6 separate regions of the Mus musculus genome follow, and regions 1, 2, 3, 4 and 5 are each linked to region 6. The links are chromatin contacts, called in public HiChIP or PLAC-seq, Micro-C and promoter capture Hi-C maps. All regions are on one chromosome and are shown on one strand. The core of a region is the stretch at or near the end of the contact, and the rest is flanking DNA. Distances in the headings are between cores, read along the strand shown. Region 1 overlaps Ecpas (Ecm29 proteasome adaptor and scaffold). Region 2 holds the start of Zkscan16 (zinc finger with KRAB and SCAN domains 16). Region 3 holds the start of Gng10 (guanine nucleotide binding protein (G protein), gamma 10). Region 4 holds the start of Svep1 (sushi, von Willebrand factor type A, EGF and pentraxin domain containing 1). Region 5 holds the start of Ptgr1 (prostaglandin reductase 1). Region 6 holds the start of Lpar1 (lysophosphatidic acid receptor 1).

Region 1 (3,722 bases), core at 4-2,503, 270 kb after region 6:
ATAGCTATCTTTGGCTTGACATAAATTTCAGCATCAATATTACAGGGCTCTTTTAAATTCTATTTCCCTCAGTTACTAATACCACAATCATCACTGAGGAGACTGAAAACTAGTTTGAGAAGTATATAAAAAGTCATATACCTCAATTATCAATAATTTCTAAATCTTTCTGCCAGTAAATACCTGTTGCAAATTAATTGTGAAATACCTCCCATAAGGTCAAGTGTTTGAGCCTATGGCTCCCAGTTCATGGCACTGTTTTGGAAGGCGGCAGGATCTACAAGAGGTGGATCTTTGGTGTATGGAGGAAGGAGGTTAGGAGGCAGAGTCCCCTGCAGCCATGCAGCCATCTACTGCCATTCCTTCCCTTTTGTGACAGACCTTACAGCCTCCAACTGTAAACCAGATGGACTCTCCATTGCTTTTTATCAGTTATTTGATAGTAACAAACATGATACCTAAAATGTGCCTGCATGTTCCATGGAAGTGAAGCTCTTGGTGGCTCTGGAGACACCTTGCAAGTTCATCATGTTGTATGCAATCTCTCATAACGATGAGTGATTTGAAAGTATCTCTATGCTAAATTTCCTCTAGGTATAATATAGCATTGTGAAAAATTAGCACCTTTTTTTAATTCGTAAAGAAGCCAAGTACAGTGGTTTGTACCTCTGTAGTTGTACCAAAGAATTCAACTGAGCCAACTAGTTTAAAAACAACAAAGATAATGAGACCTTGTCCACCCAAAAAAAGAGGAGAAAGAAGAAAACAAAGAGCTCAGAAGAATTTAGAAAAACAAGCATATAAAAAGAACTTTGAATATGAAAACAGTAAGATATAGGATAGCACAGGACAGATAAACCACCTACAATATTAATATTCTCTTGTTCCAAATGTCACAGGAAGACAGAGCAAGTGGCATGTTATCTGGCAATTCTTAAGAGGAAAAAAATGACAATATAACTACACTGAAATAATAATTAAAGAGGGACAACATCAAAATTAATTTAAAATACTAAACAGGCAGACTAGTCAAACACAGAAAGTATTCCCAGAAAAAATTTAGATGAATTTAACGTAGCTCTATGTTGCAAGATGTCTATTCAGGACTCAGCTTCCTAGAAGCAGACAGTTCTAGACCTAGTATCAGTCCGAGAACTAACTTTGGTCTTTGAGGTCATGGCCTCCCACAAAGCAGCCTGCCACAAATGATTACTCACTGGCCAGGCATAAAGGCCTAAGAAGTATGGCAAGAGGCCCAGGCTCTGTGGCTCGACACCCCTGAAGGGCCACGCCATCCTAGCCTGAAGCTCCTCAGGAATCCAGTGTCCAGTGAGGTATGGCTTCAGGCCAACACTGCTCACTGCTCCCAAAGACAATCCTAAGGGTATTCTCCAATAATCTTCCAACATACAAATCTCTATCTCAGAGGCCAAGAAAACCTAATCTAAGACAGTAGGGTTTTTTTCCATGTCATTTTTATTTATCCATCAACAAACAATATTCCTATTCTCCCTTAGTTGATCAATGTGTTTAGATTTAGCACACTTACCCATCAGGTGTTTTGCCAAGGCCACCCCCTTGAAATACCACTGTCTCTCCAGAAACTTCATGTTTGACTCTAAAACAAATCAGAAAGAATTTAAATTAGCTTCAATTTTTCCATACCAACAATAAACAATTGGATACAATCCATTTGCAAACTGATAAAAACCTGTGTCTAGGGTATAAAAGATATAAAACTATTCTTTCCTACTAGACTGCAAATTTTCTAAAATCAAATATAAGCAAAAAATTTCTCAGATTAATTACAGCCAATGTGTCACACATAAAAACTACCCTTCCCTCATGGAGGTAACTAACAGAAAGCAGCAAGCAATTACAAAACCAATCTCCTTCCGTGTACTCATCAACATTAGACTATGAATAACATTCAAGTTTCTTCATACCACACCTTAACTTTTTTTAGCCAAAGGTATTAAAATGTTTTCTAATCCAATGCTTTAACTGTCATAGGACATTCAAGTATGAAATTTTCTGAAGTAAACAGTATACACTGGGATAATTAAACTGTTTACAATCATTGATATGTAATGCCTTAATAAGTAGAAGGTGGAATTATCCTTCTTCCACATAATATTCCCAATGTCTTAAGTATTCATAGCTGAAATGTTAAATTCACTATACCTTTTGCCAGTCATAAGTGTTTCTACAAGTGTAGACACCAATTCTTGTTGATCTTGTTCATTGCCCAGCTCATAAACCAACCCAAGCCCCTTTGAGGCAACATCTTGGCTGAGTTCTACAAAAAAGGTAGACAAAATTATGCTATTCTAAAAGAAATTTGTCTTGTAGCCAATTATTTTCTTTCAAGTAATTCTCTTTACTCTAAAATGCTACAAAAGTAAAGATATAAAAAGTAGAAGCACTCTCAATTAACTAAATCAAGTCAATGGACAAGAAATCCTCAATTAATAAAGATGAGAATCATGACCATAAACTAATAAAATACCAATGAACTACAGTGTCACTATAAAAACCACAGTATCAGAGTATCAACATATATTGTTTATATTAGAGATAAAATACTCTCCTAGGACTTTAAGACACCCATATCCAATTTTAGAAAAATAGAGGCAATACTAGTCCATGTGTTCTGAATAAGATGTTTTAAAGCTATTATTTAAATTTCTAACATATTCAACTTCTCCTGGCTTTAATAAAGAGGAAAAAGTAATTCAAAGCAGGAAAACTTTAACACTAATGTTAAGGCCTAAGCTCCATTAAAAAATGTAAAGTTCTAATTTATGTATAAGAAAGAATATCTATTTCCTCTACTTTAGAACTTTAGTGGAAAGATGGTACTGTGGTAGTTAATATTGGCTTTTGCCTTAATACAATTACCTTTAATACTAAAAAAATTAATTTCTAATTCTATTGCAGAGAGCCTTACTATCTCTAACTCAGGATGGTCTGGAGCTCATGGTCCTCCTGCCCTTTACCTCCCACGCGCTGGCTGGGGTTAAAGGCTTGTGGCTAGTTCTGTTGTAGTGACATGGCTCAAAAGTTTTTGTGCTCTAATTCACTCACTCACGCTTTTAAAGTTTAAAATACAAGTACACTGAAGGTGACAAATCAAATATTTACCAACAACTTACCATCATTTTCTGACAGAACTGAAACAAATGCGCTCTGAATTTCTTTAAGATGGGACTGAAAGAAAAGTAAAGGCATTAGAGCACTGAAGTTCTACCTCCTCTTCAGGAAAACATGCATCTTGCTGGTAAGGTACATGGAGGCCAGAGAGTCTTAGGACCAAGGCAGTCTTGACCTTTCCATGCAGTGAACGTTACAGGCGTCCATATCACCGTAACTTGTACCATACACAGGTTGTCTAAGCGTTCAGACTGACCACTGTCCCAGAATGAGCCTGCCCAATCTTATCCCTTCTGATTTTACATCTTCACATTTAGATCATTTTCTTGCCAGTATTAATCAAATCATCATCCTTCAGTGCCTCACATGGTAATTATTTCAAAATTTCTGCTACTTTTTAATGATTCCATACTTCATATACTTTCTTCCTACTTTTAATTCATAAACACTTTGGGATCCTTCCTGAGTTCATCACATATCCAATGAGTATTATAAACTCACCTTCACTTCTCTGTGGGTACTTAGTTTTCTCACAAGAGAAAGAAGCCAGATGCAGGCTGCTTGCCTGA
Region 2 (3,583 bases), core at 664-3,163, 390 kb after region 6:
CTGTTCTAGAAGGGCTTTAGAAAACCAGTCAGCCCTTTACAAAGACACACATAAGCATACATATGTACTTCCTTCCCTATCCATGTAGCAGAACAGGTGCTGAGTTATGAGCTGTATAAACAGGAAACTAATGTAAATAACTAATCACAGGGGAATGCCATGCAGCAATGAGATCAGCTAGTTCATAACCATAAGCAACAATTTTGACAGATGTCATAGGCATAATAGTGAATGAAAGAAGCCATCTTTATATAAAGAGTACACACTATCTGTTCTAGTTAGGAGAATTTAAAATTCAGGGTATGGAGATAATAACAATTCCACTTTGTTATAAGTTAAAAACAAGGGCTGGAGAGATGGCTCAGTGGATAAGAGCACTGACTGCTCTTCCAGAGGTCCTGAGTTCAATTCCCAGCAACCACATGGTGGTTCACAACCATCTGCAATGGGATCCAATGCCCTCTTCTGGTGTGTCTGAAGACAGCTACAGTGCACTCATCATATATATATATATATATATATATATATATATATATATATAATAAGTAAGAAAATAAATAAATAAAATCTTTTAAAAATAATAAAAACAAACAAAACAAAACAAAAAAACTTGGGTTGTATGATGGATGGATCCTGCTTTTAAACATTCAAATGAACACCCCACCCTCCATCTGAAGCAAACGCAGAAGCAAACTTCATGCTCTTTGGCAGCTGCAGTACCATTAAACAGCACCCTCGGCCCATTTCTGGACTTTATGAGCTAAGAGCCGTCACCCTAATTTCAAAAATCTAGAAACTGCTCTCAAAGGAGTTACATCAGCAGTATACTTGTAGGACAATCTTCTAGAGTAGATATAGATGCTGATGTGGTCATCTTTACTAAATGTGATCTGCCTCACTTGTGTTAACTTGCTCCTGCCCATCAATGGCTGCTGTATGTCTCCACATTCCAGTACTACTATCATCTCTGGGATACTGGGATGCCACGGCTCTATCTTCCATTATCAGTTAAACCACCTCTAGAATCACTTGGTAGACATGCCTATGGGCATGCCTATGTGGGATTATCTTGATTGCCTGCTGTGGGTGGCACCATTTCCCGGGCAGGAAATCCTAGATTGTATAAGTAGAGAAAGGGACATGAGCACCAGCATGCATCCACAGCTCATTGCTTCATGGTTGTGGATGCCACGTGACCAGCTGCCTCAGGCTCCTGACGCCTTGACTTCCCTGCCATGAGGACCGTACCTTGAGCTGCGAGCTGAAATAAATCCCTTTCCTCCTTGGTTGCCTTTGTCAGGGTATTTTATCACAGTAAAAGAGCAAGTAACTAAGATACTAGCGTTTTGAGCAGTCCTTCCTTGGGAGGGACATAATCTGCCTAGACATGGTATAAGTGATGGACAAGGGGGGAAACGAAGAAGCTATTGCAACAGTGCAGGCAAAGCTTTGTGTAGGGTGCTTGCCCTTGGACCATGGTGGCAGGTGTGGAAGCCAGAGGATGACATTTGTATAGTGTTTTTGCTGTGTTACTTATGGTTTACATTAAAGGCATCCCTAATGTTTCCTCAGTGGATTTTTTGCAACTTTGCATTCTAATGAACAGTGGTGCTGGGAGAAGCTGAGGAAGATTTAAGGTTACTGTGGATGCCGGACTGCTTAGATCTAAAAACCTAAGTGTGTTCTAGGCCTCTAAGCCTCTGGCGCAGCAATAATTTAGCAGCTGAGCCCCCCAGACGCTTTTCTGTGACCATGCGCAACAGGCCAGATAATAGCCTATGGAAAGCACTGGAGTTTCTGAAATCCAGGCCAGCGGACCCCGGGAATCGTAGTTCCTAGCCTTTGCGCAGGCGCAGTGGGTCCCGAAGTCTTGCGCGCGCAGCTGCTGCGGGACAAGGTTCTGAACGCTTATTGCGGTGCAGCTGGCTGCGGATGCTGGTGCAGGTATTGGTGCTTTCCGCCGTTCGGTTCGGGGCTGCGCGGGTTGTGGGCTCCGAGCGCACGCCTTGGGCGGATTGGGACCCAGAGCGTCCCTCGCACCAGGCGCGCTGCGCTGCAGCTGCAGCTGCGGGGGCGTGCACTTCAGCAGCACCGCGCCTTCCCGTCCTTCCATACCACCCTGTGCTCAAGTCTTGAAAACTTCGCCACCATTGGTATTTTGAGCCATATAATTCTTTGGTGTGTCTGCTCGCGTGAATGTATGTGTATGCGTTTGATCCTTTTATTAGATGTTGAACAGCGTCTCTGGCTGTATCAATCAGAAACCTGGATCGTCCTTCCTCCGCGTTCCTAATAAGCTGGAGGTCTCCAGGCTTTGCCAGCTGACACCTGTGGGGTAAATTGCCGCTGACTTTCTCCTACGCGTTGGGAACCAGTACCTGCGTCACATTTTCACAGAGCCTCTGTTGAAGCAGCTGCGCATGTCTCAGTCACTGCGGAGTCCCAGGTACCCAAAGGGGTGCCAGGTGACATGGTGGGCGCCTGATGGTTAGCAAAGAAATAAATGACATCTCGCGTGCTGGGTGTCGGGTCCTGAGGTGGATGGTTAATGCTATGTTAATTGCAATAAGAGGCTAGTATATCCTGCCAAATAGTGGTACATCTCGGGTCCTATTTCTGAGATGTAAGTGATCTCTACAGGCCTGTCCCCACAGTGCCCATTCCCATCTTTATAGATCCCAGTCATTTATGGTATGAATGAATGCAAGCAGCACAGGCTAGGCTGTGTGCAAAAGATCATTTAGAGATCAAAAGGAATTTCACTCGATGGTGGTGGCCTGTCAACAGAGAAGAGTCGGAGCTTTTGTTTTTGATATGGTTCCTGTGAGGTTCCCCCAACCGCTGGTGGGGTGGGGGTGGGGGTGGGGGTTAATGAGGGTTGAAACCACATGCTAGGCAAGTGTTCTATCACTGAGCAGTATCCAGCCCTGGTTTTATTTTGTGTTTATGAGTGTTTTGCCTGCATGTATATCTGCACTGTGCGATTGTCAGAAAAGAGAGTGTTGGATTCCCTGAAACTGGAGTTACAGATGGTTGTGGGCTGCTATATAGGTGACAGGAATAGAATTGATTATGGGTTCCTCTGCTAAAGCCGCAATGCTCTTCACCCCTGAGACCCAGGAGCCCTGTTGGGAAGAATGAGCAAAGGATTGTTAGGAGTAGGAAGGCATCATTCCAAGTGATGAGGGGGCGGGAATCTCGCTGGTGTAAAAGACAGAGAGAGTTTGTGTGTGGTATTTCTGTGTGTGGTTTTTTGTGTGTGGTTTCTGTATGGCTGCAGTGTCGATCTATGAGGTATCCAGGCAAATCTTAAGATTATTCTTTGTGCCCTCTGCTTTGAACTTGGTCTTGGTGGACCCTGTTAAGGGCTTCCAGGCAGGGAAATGACAGGATCGGCTTTTGAGAATTAGGAGAAATCCTTTGGCTACAGCTCAAGAGTGGATTGAAGACAACTAGACTTACAAGAGAAGCTCTAAGGTTCAGAGCACCTGTTGCTCTTCCAGAGGACTCAGATCCAGTTCCGATCTCAGACATGGCAGCTCACAGCCTTCTGTATCTTCAGCTCCAGGGAGCCAATGCCACC
Region 3 (3,857 bases), core at 464-2,963, 480 kb after region 6:
TTTGGGTTCTTCAGGAAAACAGACTCTGAGATGAAGGTTTTCAAGCTGGAAGTTCATTGGGGCCAGCCCTCCTAACTAGTACTTATTACCGAATGCTGTAAACAAGGATTGGGCAGAAGGAGAAGCTGACCCTCAGATGACCCCGGAAGGAACTCCAGAGTTGGAATGGTAAATCCGACTGCCTAAATCTGAGGGGGTTGAGGGTGGGGGAAAATCTCACTGAATGGAGACTGGCTGTGGGTATGGGTTTTGGGTTTTTTTTTTTTTTTTTTGGTTGTTTGGTTTTTTTGTTTGTTTGTTTGTTTGTTTGTTTTGGTTTGGTTTTTTTTTTTTGTTTTTTTTGGGAGGGGGGTGTTTTCGAGACAGGGTTTCTCTCTATAGTCCTGGCTGTCCTGGAGCTTACTCTGTAGACCAGGCTGGCCTCAAACTCAGAAATCCGCCTGCCTCTGCCTCCCAAGTGCTGGGATTATAGGCGTGGGCCACCACGCCCGGCTGTGGGTGTGTTTTGTGGGTGACTTTGCCCTGGATGGTTCTTAAGTCCAGAGAAAACTCAGCAGATTGGAAATTGGGTACTTCAACAGCAAATCCTTTTTAAGTAGCAATTGGTTTAAGGGAAGGCTGGTATTCAATACAAGCCAGGGAGAACCCATTTGAGATTCTAATTCCTCTCCCATATGTTTAGACAGGGCTAAAAGAAAGCATGGATTTTTTTCCCCCCACAGCACTACTGAGTCTATCCACCTTGAAGATGAGGCCAACCCTCAGAGTTGAATCAGGAGATGAGAATTTGAGCCTTGAAACTATTCCTAATTTTTAAAAATTATTATTCTTTAATTTTTTTTTTTTACAGTCCAGTTGTTATCCTCTTCTTGGTCTGCTTTCTGACTGTTCCTCATTCCATTTCTCTCCCTACCCCACCCCTACCCCTCCCCTCCATTTCCAAGAGGATGTCCCCACCCCACTACCACTACCCCACCAGATCTCCCCACTCCCTGGGGCCTCAAGGCTCTCAAGGGTTAGGCGCGTCTTCTCCCACTGAGGTCAGACCAGGCAGTGCTCTGCTATACCTGTGTATGCTGTGTGGCTGGCAGGTGGCCCAATGTCTGAGAGAGATCTCGGGGGTCCAGGTCAGTTGAGATTGCTGGTCTTCCGATGAGGTCAGCTTCCTCCAGTCCCTCCCCAATTCAACCGGGACGCCCGTGGTTGGATTGGGGAGGGGCCTTGAAGCTTTTTTAAAGTAATTAAACCAATGCTTTAAAGTCTTTGGGCTTTGAAGTTTAGCAAGCTCATCCATATTGCCTTTATGCACTACCCAGCTTATGCACTACCCAGTGCAGACAGATACGGTGGTGTATAAGATGGCGATATAGTTATTACATAGTAAGTGTAAAAAAAAAACAAAAGGAAACAAGAAAACTAAAAAACCTCAAGTTTTAACGTAATGGTCTCAGTTTTGTAAAACCAATGTGCACACTTAAAAAACTCGGGAGAAGACTGGAAACAATGGCCATAGATAGTGGGTGAGAGGGCTGGTGTAATTTCATTCCATATCAGACCAACGAGCAGGATATCCTTGAAGGTTTGACTAGCTCTTCGGTGAAGTCCTAGTGTCCTTCCCTTCGCAGCGCAGGCGCCACCTAGGTTTGTTCCGAGGCACCGGCGACCGGGGCCGGGCAGCTCGCGACCCCAGCGCGGGGACAGCGGGGCGGGCGCGGCGGCTACCCCGCCCCGGGGCGGCACCCCGCTCGGCGGTCGTTCCTCCCAGCCGAACCAGCCTCGCGCAGCCTTAGCCGCCATGTCTTCCGGGGCCAGCGTGAGCGCCCTGCAGCGCCTGGTGGAGCAGCTGAAGCTGGAGGCTGGCGTGGAGAGGATCAAGGTGAGCGTTCGTCCAGCCGGACCCCAGCGCCAGCCCCACGGGCGACCGAGCGGCCCGCAGGAGACCGCGGCCTGGCGGGAGTGGGAGCTACCGGGCCGGGCGCGCACCGGGGCCTCGGGTGCTCGCGAGCCGCGCGTGGATGCGGGGTGGTTTCAGGCCGAATCCCGGGTGCTTCTGGCGACACAGCCTGTCCCAGGGACCAGGTCCGATGGCTCCGTGGGCGTGTCTACAACAGGCTGGCGACACGCTGGCGACCTGGACTCTGCCCACCCGGCTGCGGGAGGATGATGCTTAGAGATGGGGAGGGAGGCCACCGAATGAACAGATGCGAGCGAGATGGATGCTGGAGAAGGATGCTCTGCCTTCCTCTGCTGCCCCATGGGGGATCCTTGAGAGTTGAGGAAGTGAGTTCCGTTTTGGATCTGTGGATTTTACAGAGGTATCCAGGAGAGATTTCGTTGTGTGGACAGACGGCCACAGAAAAAGGCCGAAAGAGGTCATTAAAATATATGAGCGTGAAATAGACAAAGAGCGGAACTTGTAGCGTGCTGCCAGGGACAGTTCAAAGGAGGAAGGTGAGTTGGATTGTCAGGAGAGGGGTGGGGAGGCTAGAGAGATGGCTCAGCTCACTGACTGCTGTTCTGGACGACTCCGGTTCAATTCCCAGCACACACCCAAGGTTGCTCACAACCGTCTGTAACGTCAGTTTCAGGGGACCCGATGTCTTCCTCTGGCTTCCTCAGGCACCAGGCATGCACAAGGTGTGCACAAACATGCAGGCAAAACACCCGCGAGATAAAATTAAAATGAAGGCCCGCAAACACAGCCAAGGATTTACTCTGTTGGCTGAATGTGTGATTGGCAGCTAGTGTGATTCCAAGTGTGTGGGTAGGTATGGACACACCATCATGCTAGTCAGTTCCCTCTGTTTTAGCCCTCGACCTGGTGCTACTCCAGGGAATAGGGAACTCGGGTGGATACGGTAAACTAATACACAAAATTATTTCAGACAACCAGGGACAAGAGGCGCGCAGTACAGAGATGTGCCAGTAAGGTGTAGGGGAAGCCCGACAGGTTAAAAATAAAAAAGTTTTAAAGAAATAACTTCCTTTTTTTCTTCGAAAATAAAAAGGGTTTTGGGTTGATAGGAAAGATTTTTTTTATTTTGTCAAGGAAAATGGAGGCAAGGTGACTGTAGAAGAAACAAGGGTTTGGGGTGACATCTTCGGGGACAGGAAAAAAGGAGATGTGTATAAAGTGCCTCTGATTACGGATTACAGCTTTTGGCGATGGCTGTCTTGTGAAACAGGAAGCTGTGTTTTCTTGTGGGACAGTGAACCAGGAGTTAGCAAAGGGCGAAGGAAGTGCTTACTGTCCACGGTGGAGCTCACCAGCCTGGGCAGTCACAGCCTTGACACCCAGATAGGAGGCCTGTACCGCTTGTGGTTCCTTTTTCCTCGCTAGTATCTGACCACCAAGGATTTTGAGGGCGAAAAACTAAAGAAGTTTGATCCAGACCGTGGATGAGCAAGAAGTATGCCAGAAAGTAAGGGTGGGGTCAGAGGCCTCGGTCTGGCTGGAAAAGGCTGAATTTTGAACCCAGACTAGAAAGAGAACGATCAAAGCCATACAGGGGGCAGCGACACCTAGTGGTCATTGTGAGTTCAGGGTAAGAGAGATTGAAGCTGTGGTCCCTTACTTTCCAAAGGGAGCAGTTGTTGGCTGGAGCTCCCAGCAGAGAACAAGGCTGTGTGAGGAGAGAAAATGGGGAACTAAAAGTAGAGTTGTTGAAAGTGTACGGTATCATTGAGCATCAGACCTGGAAGGAAAACTGAATCAAATGCCTGCTCACCCTGTGGACACGAGGGAAGAGACTCTTTTTTTTTTTTTTTTTTTTTTTTTTAAAGATTTATTTATTTATTATATGTAAGTACACTGTAGCTGTCTTCAGACACTCCAGAAGAGGGCGTCAGATCTTGTT
Region 4 (3,925 bases), core at 1,225-3,724, 350 kb before region 6:
CAATAGCTAATTTTACATGTAAGATTATAAAAATTGAGCTTGCTAGAACAATTCCTCTAGTTTGTTACCAAATTAGCAATAATGTGTTTTAAAAGGAGCTGAGGGGGTTTTCAACCCTATGGGGGGAGCAACAGTGTTAACCGGCCAGACCCCCCAGAGCTCCTGGGGACTAGACCACCAACCAAAGAGTACACATGGAGCGACCCATGGCTCCAGCCACATATGTGGCAGAGGATGGCCTTGTTGGACATCAGCATGTTCAAAGCCCTAGTGTAGGGAATGCCAGGGTGGGAATACAAGAGTGGGTAGATGGGTGGGGGAGTACCCTCATAGAGGTAGTAGGAGGGGGGATGGGAGAGGGGTCTGAAGGGGAGACCTGGAAAGGGGAAAACATTCGAAATGTAAATAAAGAAAATATCCAATAAAAAATATCATGTATTCAGATGCACATAACAGGAGAATGTAAATTTATACAACTCTCCAATGGAGGAGGTGGCAATGTGGACCAAGACCTTTCAAATGTTCATGTATTTTACTAAATAAGGAATTTAGAAAGCCCTCCTAAAGAAGCAGTCAAAGAGGGCTTCCTAAACTCCTTATTTAAAAGGCACGAATGTGTGCTCCCCACACAGCAGTTCTCAGCACTCAGTTGTCATGAGGCTGGAGATAGGGCTCAGTGGTTAAGAGCACTGACTTTCTCAGGTATGGCTTGCCTGAAGTCCACTGCCAGCCCACCCCCACCCCGACTTCCGCATGACAGCTCACAACTGCCTGTAACTGCAGTTCCAAGGGGAGCCAATACTGTCATGCCACAGGATACCATGAATTAATGTACATTTGATCATATTCAACAGCTGAAGAATGCAGGCTGCAAAACCGTAGGTTAGCAAGTTTGTTGAAATAACATATGAGTAACATACTGGACAACATTCAACTGTATATCCGCTGGAATTTTAAGGATAAAGAGATTATTCGGATTCCCCATTCTCTTTTGTTTCATTTATTCTACAAACATTGACTTGATGGGTTGCCTTAAATATTTCTCAGTATTCCAAATTATGACCTACTTTGTATTACTTTGTAGTTAGGAAAAAGACTCATTTTTATAAAAGTAATATAAATTACATTACTTCTGTCATATGCTAAGCATTTGTTTAGGAAGACCTGGAACATAAAGTCATGGTGGCCAATGGCTGTCATCCCCGCGCTTGGGAGGTGGAGGCAGGAGGATCATAACTCAGGGACACGCTCTGCTGTGTTGTAAGTCGGAGACCAGTCTTGGAAACACGAGAGAGCCTATCACAAACTAGTAAACAATTAAAGTCTGGAAGCAAAGTTACGAAGTCTATGTCATGAAAAAGAATTAGGACTGTCCTCAGCTCATTACATGTCCCATCTTCACAAATATTTGTTAACCATACCTGTTTCAGCTTGTATAAACAGTTTCCTCACAAACTTAAGTGAGCTTAAAGGTCCCTTCCTACTAGGGTCCCTCAAGGAACCCTTTAAGAAATGTGACACCTCCTTAAGCATTTAAAAACCCATTTCAGTCTGGACCTTCACTAGGGCAGCAGGAGAATGGTCATATTTGTGCTTCTTGGGACGCTGGCTCCCCTTGGACACCTTAAGCCTTGCAGGAGCTGAACCAGGCTAGAGAAGGGGTTGGCAGCGGTGGGCAGGAGGGGCCCCAGGCCGCTGGCCTGGGTGTGTGGGGGTCTTACCGCGGCTTGCTGGAAGGCGCCCTTGGTATAGGTGCCACCACCGCGGTAGGTGATGGCCGGGATCTCGCGGCTGAGTAGCGCGCACTTGTGTTGGTGCGCGCGGCTGGTGGAGATGTAATCCACGCGCGCCACCACGTTGTTCTTGGATGAGAAGGTGACGATGGCCACACGCGTGGCCGTGGACACCACGGGGAAGTCGGACAGCAGCTTGCGCACGAACTTGAGCTCGTTGAGGAAGTTGGTTTGGCCCACGCTGGACGACTCGTCCACCAGGAAGACGAGCTCCAGGCTGCCGCTGAGCTCCCGCAGTCGCCGCACGCGGCTCCGGAACGCGCGGCCCAGGCGCTCCACTTTGCTCCCTGCTGCCTCCTCCTCACTGGACGCGGGAGGTACCGCCAGTCTGCCCAGAGCCCCCGGAGAGGCCTCGGGGAACAGGCGGAAGCTGAAGTTGAGCGAAGGGGCCACGGGCTGGAAGTTGGTCCAGCCTGACACCAGTGCCAGAGCCCAGCAACAAAAGGCCAGGCGCGACCACATCCCGCTGGGGACCGAGCGGTGGCCCCGGGGAGTGCAAGGCGACAGTCCCCGAGCGCGCAGAGAGGCGCCAAGGTTCCCGGACTAAGCGGAGGGGACCCGGGGTAGCAACCGCGAACCTCAGCGTCCTTGCATGTGACACTGGGGACACGATCCAGACTCCTCTGGCAGCTCGGGGACTCGGGAGGGACTGGAGGGATGTGCTCCTCTGACTCTCGGCTATTTGGTTTCTCTCCTCCTCCTTCTCTCTCCCGAAGCCTATAAAATGTTTGAAGGAAGGGGGCAGTGAAGTCAGAGTCGCTTCCCTCCTTCTCTGTCTGTCCTCTCCTTCCTTTTCCCACTCCTCTCCCTATCTCTCCTCTATCTCTCTCCTCCCCCCTCTCTCTTGCCTGGGATCCAGCTAAAGACTCTTGGAGATTCCATGACACCAGAACCCCTCGCCTGTCATGCTGTCAACATTCCCTCACAAGCTCACTGATTGATCCCATATGTCTGGCAAGGAGCTGCGGAGGAATGCGCTGGAGATGGATGTGGATACCGAGAGTGCCACAGTAATTGGAAACACTGGAGAAGAAAACACACACGCGGGGCTGGCAGAGTTGAAAGCATGCTTTGAAAACTGCTTGCTCACCTTTTGGGGTTCATTCCACTCTTGGGGGGTGGGGTGGGGTGGGGATGCGTGTCTAAGCCTCCCAAAGTGGATATTTGCATAACTTTCCTGAAGGGTCTGTCTGGTGAGTGGTGCAGAATCCTGAGAACCTGTTCAGATCTCAGGCTGTTGAAGTGGGTGGGGCCCACCCGTGCGCATCACATACGCAGAGTTATCGTTCACCTTTCCCGCGGTTAATCATTCCTGTATTGTTCATTCTTTCCTCCACGTAGCAGCTTGCGATGCTCTATAGGTAACACGAGCAGGGGAAAACTGACATGGACCTGTCCTCTAGGAACCTGTAGCAGGTAAAAGTGATGTCACCATCAACTTGATATTCATACGTGAAACGAATATGTATGATTACACATGTTTATGTGTATCACATATGTATATATATATATGTATATATGTGTGTATGTATATATACATATATATATGTATACACACACACAAAATTACAACTGACCTTGCTTAAACAGAAGTTTGTCTTGCTTTCAAAGGCAAACTTGACTTTAGCCAAGGCCAGGCAAGCCTTCTATGAGGACAGAAGTTTATGCTAAATTTTGAACTATAAGTAGACACCCTGTGATATTAACACCCTCCTCTTTTTATTTGATGCAACAGATTAGATCGTCCTGGCATATATACCCTTTGGAATACCAGCTGCTACTTGGAGTGATTTTTCCAATTAAGACCTCAAAGCTGTGCACGCTGAAGCACATACTTATTACATGAAAGGCAGAGCCCTTGCCTAAAAGATTCCAGCTAGGAATCAGGAACTCTGCGTAGTTATGTAAACCCCCATCACCTCTGGGCTTTGGTCCAGTGTCTACTTTTATTTTGCCTTGGAATCAAATGACCCCAGAGTTCCGCTGCTCTCCAGCAGTGAGTGGTTTAACTCCAACTCTATTTAATCAACTACCTTCAACATGAGAGGTGTCAGAGCGTGCAGGCCCAAGTGGCAGGGCTCTTGGATCAATTTCCCTGAAATGAAACCCTGGCTGTGCTATTTATTGGCTGT
Region 5 (3,511 bases), core at 834-3,333, 430 kb after region 6:
GCTAAGCACTTCACGTGTCTGATCTCATTTTATTCCCATGATTTTCCTGTCAAGACTCAGGTGTGTAGATGCGGAAACAGGCTAAAACAAACACTCAAAGCAAAGAAAAATGTAACCTGGAAAATTCTGTCCGGGCCATGCTGGAATTTCTCTAGAACATTAAACAACTAATGGACGTGCAAAGTCCTGCAGTTCCTCACCTCTCCTGCTGTGACTCCTCAGGAAAGCCTCAAATACAGAGAACCAAAGACCACAGGTTTGTTTTGTCTTTTTCCTACAGAAGCATGGACCTCATAGCCACTAGGGGGCGCAGCGGCTCCATCTAATTTTCTCTGGTTTTGGCTCCAAGGTGGAAATCAATTATTTGGTTTCATCTTGCCTCCAGGCAAAACCAACAGACAAAGGAGCTAGTGCTTTCAAGGGTTAGAAACCCAGACCAACCCATCATCACGTGGGACCCCAGTGAATTCTTCAGATAAGCAATCAAGGCTAACCAGTTAGTTCACCCTGGACATAGGGTGGAGAGCCAATCCAAAGCCCTACCCTTCCTTCCTATTGGCTTGTAGCTGTTTGCAACGTGGGTTCTCGAAACCCAGGCTGGCCTTAGTGATCTTACAATCCGAGCTTCATGAGAACCATTATGTGGCCTGGTAATCGGAACCGAACCCTATACAAGTGATCTTAACGTCTGAGTCATCTCTCCAGCCTCCATGTCACCTGCCCTGCAAAGTAAGATTTTTTTTTAATTGACAAATTTAAACTTACCTTGATAGGACACAGTGTCTGCAATGTAGAGTGCCTAACATACCCATCGCCTTCTTTAGCTTCTATTTTCATGAGAAATAATCTGCTTGGTTTGAACTATTATTATTATTATTATATATCATTATTGTTTAAAGAGCCACACTCATGTTTCTGTACCCTTTCACAAATACTTTTAGCCCTTTTCAGCCTCTAATAACTATCATTTCACCCCATATTCATGAGTTCAACTTGTTTTTCTTTTTCTTAGATTTTTGTTTTGGTTTGGTTTAGTTTTTCTGAGACAGAGTTTTTCTGTATAGCCTTGGCTGTCCTGGAATTCACTCTGTAGACCAAGCTGGCCTCGAACTCAGAAATCCGCCTGCCTCTGCCTCCCAAGTGCTGGGACTAAAGGATGTGCCACCACTGCCCAGCTCAACTTGTTTTTCTGATTACAGCGCCCGTCTGTGTAGCCAAGGCTGGCCTTGAACTCACTATAGCAGAAGCTATCTTGGAACCTTCCATCCTCTTGCTTCTACATGCCAAGATATAACAGGCATGCTCGCTCAGGTTTAATCTAGTTTACTGTTATTACTAGTTCGTGTGTACATGATGCAGGTGTGTGGGTGAGGGCGCTTGCGTGTCACCGAGAGCCTAAAGCGACTTCAGGAGTGGGTTCCCGCCTTCCACCCGTGGTTTCAGGGATCGAACTCAAGTCATGGGACTTGTGTGATAAGCACTTTCACACGCGGAGACATCTATTTCACAGGCGGGTTTCCCTTGTGTTTTAAGAATACATAATTCCGTCTCTTTTTCCAAAAAGGCAGCGCCTGGTCCTTCTGAAGTCGCCACAGGTCTAGTAGGTCCCCCTTGCAAAGGGTCCTCTCCGTACATGGCCTGACTTGCAAGTGTAGCTTTCACTGCGCATGCGCAAATCCCCACCCCTGTCTTCTCTTTTGAATCAGTTTGGCAATCCTGCAAACTCTGTTGCCCAGGCCTTCCTGGGTGCTGGCAGTCGCGCTCCATGCACCCACAACGGAACAGGCAGCCAGACTTTGCCCTATTCCTAGTGCGGGTCTCAATCTCTTCAAGGGCGTGCAGGACCGCGAGACGACCCCGGCCTCCCTAACTTCCTAAGTGCAGAACCCAGGAGTCGCCGAGTACCGGTGGGGTGGATTGGGGGTGCCTGCCGTGCTCACTTGCTCAACCAGGCTCTAGATGCTCGGCGGGGAGAAAGAAGGGGTTGGAGGAGGGAAGAGAGAAAAGAGAGGGCTCAAATAGAGTAGTGTAGAGTCTACTTACACAAGCTCACAGAAACTCCTTCCCGGGAGACCGCTCTGAATGCTTCGCAAAGCGCCCAGGACTTGACTTATACTGGGCGGTCGGTGAGGGCGGGGCTTCTCCAGGGAGGGGCAACTTCTGGAAGCTTTGGAGCTTCTGCCCACACACAGCAGGGAAGGGACATTGGGAGGGGTGTGTGTGTGTGTTTAAATATTTTTTTTCTTTTTTGCTTAAGTTCACAATTTATGTTTGCATCAGAAGCAAAGAAAACAAGAAACTACTACACAGTTAATTCAGGAAAAATCCTACCACCTCTGGCCAGCATTAGTTAAGCCAGCTGCTGCTGCTGACTACTTCCTGTCGTGAGGCCGGTGCTAGGTTCTCTGAAACCTTAACAAAGAAGGTGTGCAGTCATGGCATCTAAAAATATATTTCGTAAAGAATAAGGTGAAATAAAATGTAGTTGTGGCAGTGGGGAGATGGAGTCTGCATTGCTTGCTTCCAGCAGCCTGGTGTCCCCAGATCAAGAATCCCGTTCAGGTTAAGTCCCAAAGACAGCTAGTTTATTAATGGTGAGGGAAAACACTTGCTTTCGATGTAAGGATGTAAGCAGAACATTTAGAAATCTATGCTCCCGGGCAATGCCTAAGTCACAGCGCTCAAAGAATATAATTTGCACCTAAGCTTAACTATGGAAGGGGGTGGGGTGCAAGCTGGTTTACTCTGTCCTAAAGACCGCCCTTCTGTAAAGGAAACGTTAGGGAGGCTTCCTGAGGACCGTTGCTCAGGCTCACGGCAGAGAGAGCACCCAGTTCATTAAAAAAAAAAAACAAAAACAAAAAAACAAAAAAACTCTTAAGTCACAAACATTCGTTGAACAATCTTGCTTGAGGTGATGGGCTCAGAACCCCCCCCCCCCCCACCACCACCACCTTCTCCTTAGGCGACCTTGACCTTTTATCTTGGAGTTTCTGATCCCCATAGGGAACCTACCCAGGTTTTTGAGCGATCAGCTTCTCTCCCTTCCTGTCCCTCTTATTTTCCATCTTTGTGTCTCACCTTAGGACCAGCCTGTGGGAGAATGGGTGCCAGATCTCAGCGACTTGTTCATTGATGGGTCACCAAGACTCAGGCTAACTTCCTAAGCCATGCCATAGTGCAAAAATGTTTTAACTCTTTAGTCGCCATCACCCCTTCTTTAGTCTCCGTCTTCTTTTCGTCTTCTTTGAATCCACGGTTTTTACTGTCACTGACTGCTTTTCATTCCTTTGCTCTGGTCATTCAGGAATACATAGAAAGGACTTTTCTGGTTTTTAACCAAATTGGAGTCCTTCTATTTCTTTGTTTACTTATGTGTTCATTTGGTTGAACCCCAGGCCTCACAGATGTCCAGTCTGTACTCTGCCACTGAGCTGTGTCCCCAGCCTCGAGGTTTTTTGGAAGGGGTGAGGGAAGTCTGATTTAATGTCACAGACATCTTCCAAATAGA
Region 6 (3,627 bases), core at 167-2,666:
CTCATGGAGGAATCACCCACCCTTAGTTCCCAGTTACAGGGAAGATGGCTGAAACAGCAAAGATCATCCTACCCATTCATTTTCCTGATGAGGACACCAAGCCCAGGAGCCCAGAACCCGTTCAGGGTACACCGCTAGGGGACGCTGTGTACAAGGAGGCTCTGATGTGGTTCTGCAAGTCACCCTTCTCAGCCTTTCCGCCTCAAACTGCTTCCCTCTCTTTCTACATTTTTTCCCTCAAATTCACACTCAAGACCAAAGAAAAGGAAAAATAAAATAGAATTTTAAAAAATATTAGAGCCCTGGTGATTATTATTCATGATGTTGCATCTGGAGGAACCAAGGGCAAAAACTAGATGCTATTACAGCTGTGTTTTAATGCAGCTGGCTGTGGTGCACGGGGCCTTAAGCGTAATGTTGATTCCTCTTCCTTGGTATTCATTCCATCTGAAAGAGACTATGTTCTTCCATTTTCTAAGACTTTGAAACCCGGACTTCTGACTTCATAGTCATGTTAGGTGAGCAAAAGACACTTACACAAAAGGATAAGCACGCAGCTCTGTCGAAACGAATAGAGGATTCCGCTTTAATAACTAGCTACCTTCTTCTAGTTGCAGTTAGCAATAGGTATCTCTGACGATGGGTATAGCTTAAGAGTAAAACTTTTCACAAGCCAGTACTCGCTGGAAACCCACATGGAAGGAAAGCTCCGAAGATTTCAACTAAAAAGAAAAAAAAAAGAAGAAGAAGAAGAAACACAGGCGAAAGGAAGAAAGAAAACGGGAGACGAGGAAGAAAGGACTGAGAAAAGAGACAGTCTAGGGCCCCAGCCTGGAAGCAGCAACAAGCCCTGGGTGCCTCACATCAAAGACCAAATGGCAGCAAAGAAAAACAAGCCTAAAGTTTAAAACCATTCACAGTAAAGTCTCCCTCCCTACAGGAGCAAACAGCCGATCAACCCATTCAAGCAAAATCAGGTTTTTCCCCGCCTTGCATTTCCCAGGTACAGACTAAGCCTAGGGCGGCTTCAAGGAAACTTCAGTTTAAATTCCTTAAACTCAAGGGACGACAAAGTCTCTGGTGAGCAGTGAACTGAGCGCGGGACGCGCGGACACCCGAGCCATCTAAGTCGTCGGGGACGCGGCACCAATAAACTTGGGGAGCCCCTTGCCAGCCCTCTCGCGTCCCCAACCCGATCCAGGTAAGCAACAGGAGGCCACCTACGTGTCACTTGGACGGACCCTGGGGCGCACTGACCTGGCCAAAGGTCGGGAGGGCCGCCCGGGCGGCTGCGGCGACTTCCCTCCCGGGCTGAGTTCCACCGGCTGGTGCGGGAGGCCAGGGCAGCCTCGCCTCCTGCAGGCGGCCTCACACACGCGCGCACACCCACCCACTCCGGGCCCGCGGGCGCGCGCACTCAGGCGCTCACGCGCACGGCTACAAAGCGGCGGGTGGTGGGACAGTGCGAGCCGATCGCGCCGATGGGAGGCGGGGCGGTCGCCACCCGCGCCGCGCCAAGGGACACCCGGCCGCCGTGTCTTTACCTGCTAGGTCCAGCTCCGCAGTTCACGCAGCCGCCGGGCCAACCCAACCCAAGCCTCACCCCAGCACAACCCGGAGCCTACGGAGGGCAGCACTGTGCTGGAGGACAAGAGTCACAACTCCCGGGGCTTTACTGCCGCCCAGTTCCAACTTCCCGGGCTCAAGGAACAGGCAGGCAGCAGAAGAGGCACGGGTGCCAGCCTCCTTACCTCTCCTCCTTCTGGCGCTTTCTGCCACATCCACAGAGCACAAGTCAGAAACTCCCCGCACCCCAAAGCGCCTTTCCTCCCAAGCCGCTCTGCTCTCCTTACCTGCGTGGCACCCACAGCGACTCTGCCTCCTGTGGTCCCCTCCCCCAGTCATTCACTGAACTTCCCGCGCTGCTGCAGGTCGGGGAGGGGGTGGGGGTGAGGGGAGCCTAAGCTTTTCATTCAGTACCTTCGCGGCGCTCCCTTGACCCTCCACAGCAGACACACCCACCTCCGTCACCCCTGGCCCCTCCTGTGCTCACCCCAGCGCCAGGCCTCTTGCAGAGCTTTGGTGGACGCCCTGCATGGTGCATGCTTTGTTGCTGTCCCCTCCTCATTTGAAAAGCCCTGGAAACCATCACAGAGCCTGGGGAAAACAAGAAAAGAAAGGGGGGGGGGGGAGAGAGAACTTGGTGTATGGCCTCCTCCGAGTTGAGTTTCTAAACTTTTTCAGGCAGCACACAAAGTTTCAACCAGCACAGCCCTGTACTTCAGGCCATAGAAAAGCAATAGTTGGCTTTGCAATTGCAAATCAAAGCGAGCGTGCCTTTGTGTCCCTAGAGCTATGATTATAAATTTCTCTTCAGCTAGGAGTGTAACTTTCCAAGGGCAAACTAAGATTTTTCATAGGGCAATTAAGGGCAGGGAAGGCACACCTGGAAGTGTAGGCGGAGGCAGGACCTAAGAATCATTTTCTGGAGACTTCCATCTCAGAAGCCTTACCATCACTCAGTAGTAGATGCGGACAGAGAGAGAGGACTCTCCAGCCGGTCTTCACCCACCTGCTTCACACTCCAGGCCCCCAGGGTGTGTTGAGTCATCAGAATTTTCTGCCTCAACCCACAGCGGAGTCCTCCACACATCAAAAGCAGATGCCTGGGAGTAAAAGCCTGAGGGACATCTAGGGTTGTAGTACCACAGAAAAGCAGGACTGGCTGGCGGCACCGTAGCTGACAGAAAATGAAAGGCAGCGAGGGAGTGGATGGACAACCCCTTGCTTCGTACAAAGAGGTCGCTGCCTAGCAGCTATGGGCAGAGCTGATAAGATAAGACACTGGGGGTTGGATAGTTCCCAAGCTTTCAACAGGTTGTGACTTGATGGGACCATGACCATTTCCTGTCCATGATTTTTCACGGTGCTCAAAACTGAACTGTAAAGCTGGTCGTTTATTTATTCTCCAAAGCTGTTTACTTTTAAGAATTTTGAGCCGGGAGGTGGTAGCACACGCCTTTAATCCCCACACTTGGGAGGCAGAGGCAGGCAGATTTCTGTTCAAGAATTTTGTTCATTCTGTGCAGCAACGATGACTTTTACCTGCAATCTCAGCCCTGGGGAGCTTGAGACAGGATGAAGAATTGTGGGGGAAACTATTCAAATCTCTTTTTAAAAAGACTCTGCTTTCCAAATCCATTTTATATCAATTTATGACTTGTTTTATAGTTATCTACTTAAAATATAAAAATTAGACCCAACACCAATTCTGTTCTCAACAACAAACAGAAACATATACAATTGTGTAGCAAGTATTGTTGAGGTATATACAGTGCTTGCCTAGCAAGTATAAGATCCTGAGCTTGACCCCCAGCAGTACAAAATCCATAAAATAATAAATAAGCTCATATATAAAAACCATTCCCTAATTACAAATAATGATAGTTGATCTTAAACTATTAGGAAGTTGAGATGAATAGGAAACCATCAAGTTTTATACATACATATTAAAGAAAACAAGAATACACTGAAGAAGGTTTTCACTTTTCCCCTATAGTGATACTAAACTCAGAATAATCAGACCTATTGCCTAATTTTCTTCCTCCTACTGCTCACTCCATCTGT

Evidence for each region. Promoter capture Hi-C pulls out the DNA fragments that hold promoters and counts their contacts. A called contact is a pair of places that touch in the nucleus more often than the background predicts. HiChIP or PLAC-seq counts read pairs in DNA pulled down with a chosen protein or histone mark.
Region 1: an H3K27ac HiChIP or PLAC-seq map of the NIH/3T3 cell line shows a contact between it and region 6, with 4 times the contacts expected there. The contact joins the enhancer-like site here to the promoter of Lpar1 in region 6. A contact is called at or near these places in 6 of 39 promoter capture datasets (the 3T3-L1 cell line, 3T3-L1-derived adipocytes, frontonasal cranial neural crest and 2 more), 3 of 15 datasets of contacts at CTCF or cohesin (the NIH/3T3 cell line, large pre-B cells and pro-B cells), 1 of 484 Hi-C or Micro-C datasets (myocytes), 3 of 115 datasets of contacts at active chromatin or transcription factors (the NIH/3T3 cell line, embryonic limb bud and large pre-B cells) and 1 of 9 other capture datasets (adipose tissue).
Region 2: a contact with region 6 is called in a promoter capture Hi-C map of embryonic stem cells, with 2.1 times the contacts expected there. The contact joins the promoter of Zkscan16 here to the promoter of Lpar1 in region 6. A contact is called at or near these places in 4 of 39 promoter capture datasets (the SN4741 cell line, embryonic stem cells, maxillary cranial neural crest and 1 more) and 1 of 9 other capture datasets (embryonic stem cells).
Region 3: a Micro-C map of embryonic stem cells shows a contact between it and region 6, with 3 times the contacts expected there. The contact joins the promoter of Gng10 here to the promoter of Lpar1 in region 6. A contact is called at or near these places in 3 of 39 promoter capture datasets (liver, pre-B cells and second pharyngeal arch cranial neural crest), 1 of 15 datasets of contacts at CTCF or cohesin (the NIH/3T3 cell line), 2 of 484 Hi-C or Micro-C datasets (both in embryonic stem cells) and 2 of 115 datasets of contacts at active chromatin or transcription factors (embryonic limb bud and large pre-B cells).
Region 4: a contact with region 6 is called in an H3K4me3 HiChIP or PLAC-seq map of embryonic stem cells, with 11 read pairs. The contact joins the promoter of Svep1 here to the promoter of Lpar1 in region 6. A contact is called at or near these places in 7 of 39 promoter capture datasets (the 3T3-L1 cell line, the C10 cell line, the SN4741 cell line and 4 more), 1 of 15 datasets of contacts at CTCF or cohesin (the NIH/3T3 cell line), 1 of 484 Hi-C or Micro-C datasets (palatal mesenchyme), 3 of 115 datasets of contacts at active chromatin or transcription factors (the NIH/3T3 cell line, embryonic stem cells and neural tube) and 3 of 9 other capture datasets (adipose tissue, liver and pancreatic islet).
Region 5: a contact with region 6 is called in an H3K4me3 HiChIP or PLAC-seq map of embryonic limb bud, with 4 times the contacts expected there. The contact joins the promoter of Ptgr1 here to the promoter of Lpar1 in region 6. A contact is called at or near these places in 15 of 39 promoter capture datasets (the 3T3-L1 cell line, 3T3-L1-derived adipocytes, cranial neural crest and 8 more), 2 of 15 datasets of contacts at CTCF or cohesin (large pre-B cells and pro-B cells), 13 of 484 Hi-C or Micro-C datasets (adipose-derived mesenchymal stem cells, cranial neural crest, embryonic fibroblasts and 5 more) and 8 of 115 datasets of contacts at active chromatin or transcription factors (embryonic limb bud, embryonic stem cells, extraembryonic endoderm stem cells and 2 more).

Annotation. Positions count from the first base shown.
Region 1 is chr4:58,824,853-58,828,574 of GRCm38.p6, forward strand. It overlaps Ecpas (Ecm29 proteasome adaptor and scaffold), which reads right to left. Exons shown (of 49, transcript NM_172381.3): 25 at 3,655-3,722; 26 at 3,156-3,210; 27 at 2,185-2,299; 28 at 1,550-1,618. Among named protein-coding and RNA genes, the nearest start is that of Olfr267, 41 kb to the left of the region's middle. Within about 2 kb of position 1,254, at least 26 of the 459 cell types and tissues checked have an H3K27ac peak or open chromatin away from gene starts, as enhancers often do. A contact at or near this core is called in the NIH/3T3 cell line and myocytes, where this site is marked.
Region 2 is chr4:58,941,715-58,945,297 of GRCm38.p6, forward strand. It overlaps Zkscan16 (zinc finger with KRAB and SCAN domains 16), which reads left to right and starts at 1,914. Exons shown (of 6, transcript NM_001099323.3): 1 at 1,914-1,944.
Region 3 is chr4:59,033,443-59,037,299 of GRCm38.p6, forward strand. It overlaps Gng10 (guanine nucleotide binding protein (G protein), gamma 10), which reads left to right and starts at 1,714. Exons shown (of 3, transcript NM_025277.3): 1 at 1,714-1,876. The coding sequence starts at 1,796.
Region 4 is chr4:58,204,122-58,208,046 of GRCm38.p6, forward strand. Svep1 (sushi, von Willebrand factor type A, EGF and pentraxin domain containing 1) reads right to left here and starts at 2,475. Exons shown (of 48, transcript NM_022814.2): 1 at 1,722-2,475. The coding sequence starts at 2,255.
Region 5 is chr4:58,984,995-58,988,505 of GRCm38.p6, forward strand. It overlaps Ptgr1 (prostaglandin reductase 1), which reads right to left and starts at 2,084. Exons shown (of 10, transcript NM_025968.3): 1 at 2,044-2,084.
Region 6 is chr4:58,551,877-58,555,503 of GRCm38.p6, forward strand. Lpar1 (lysophosphatidic acid receptor 1) reads right to left here and starts at 1,417. Exons shown (of 4, transcript NM_172989.1): 1 at 1,258-1,417.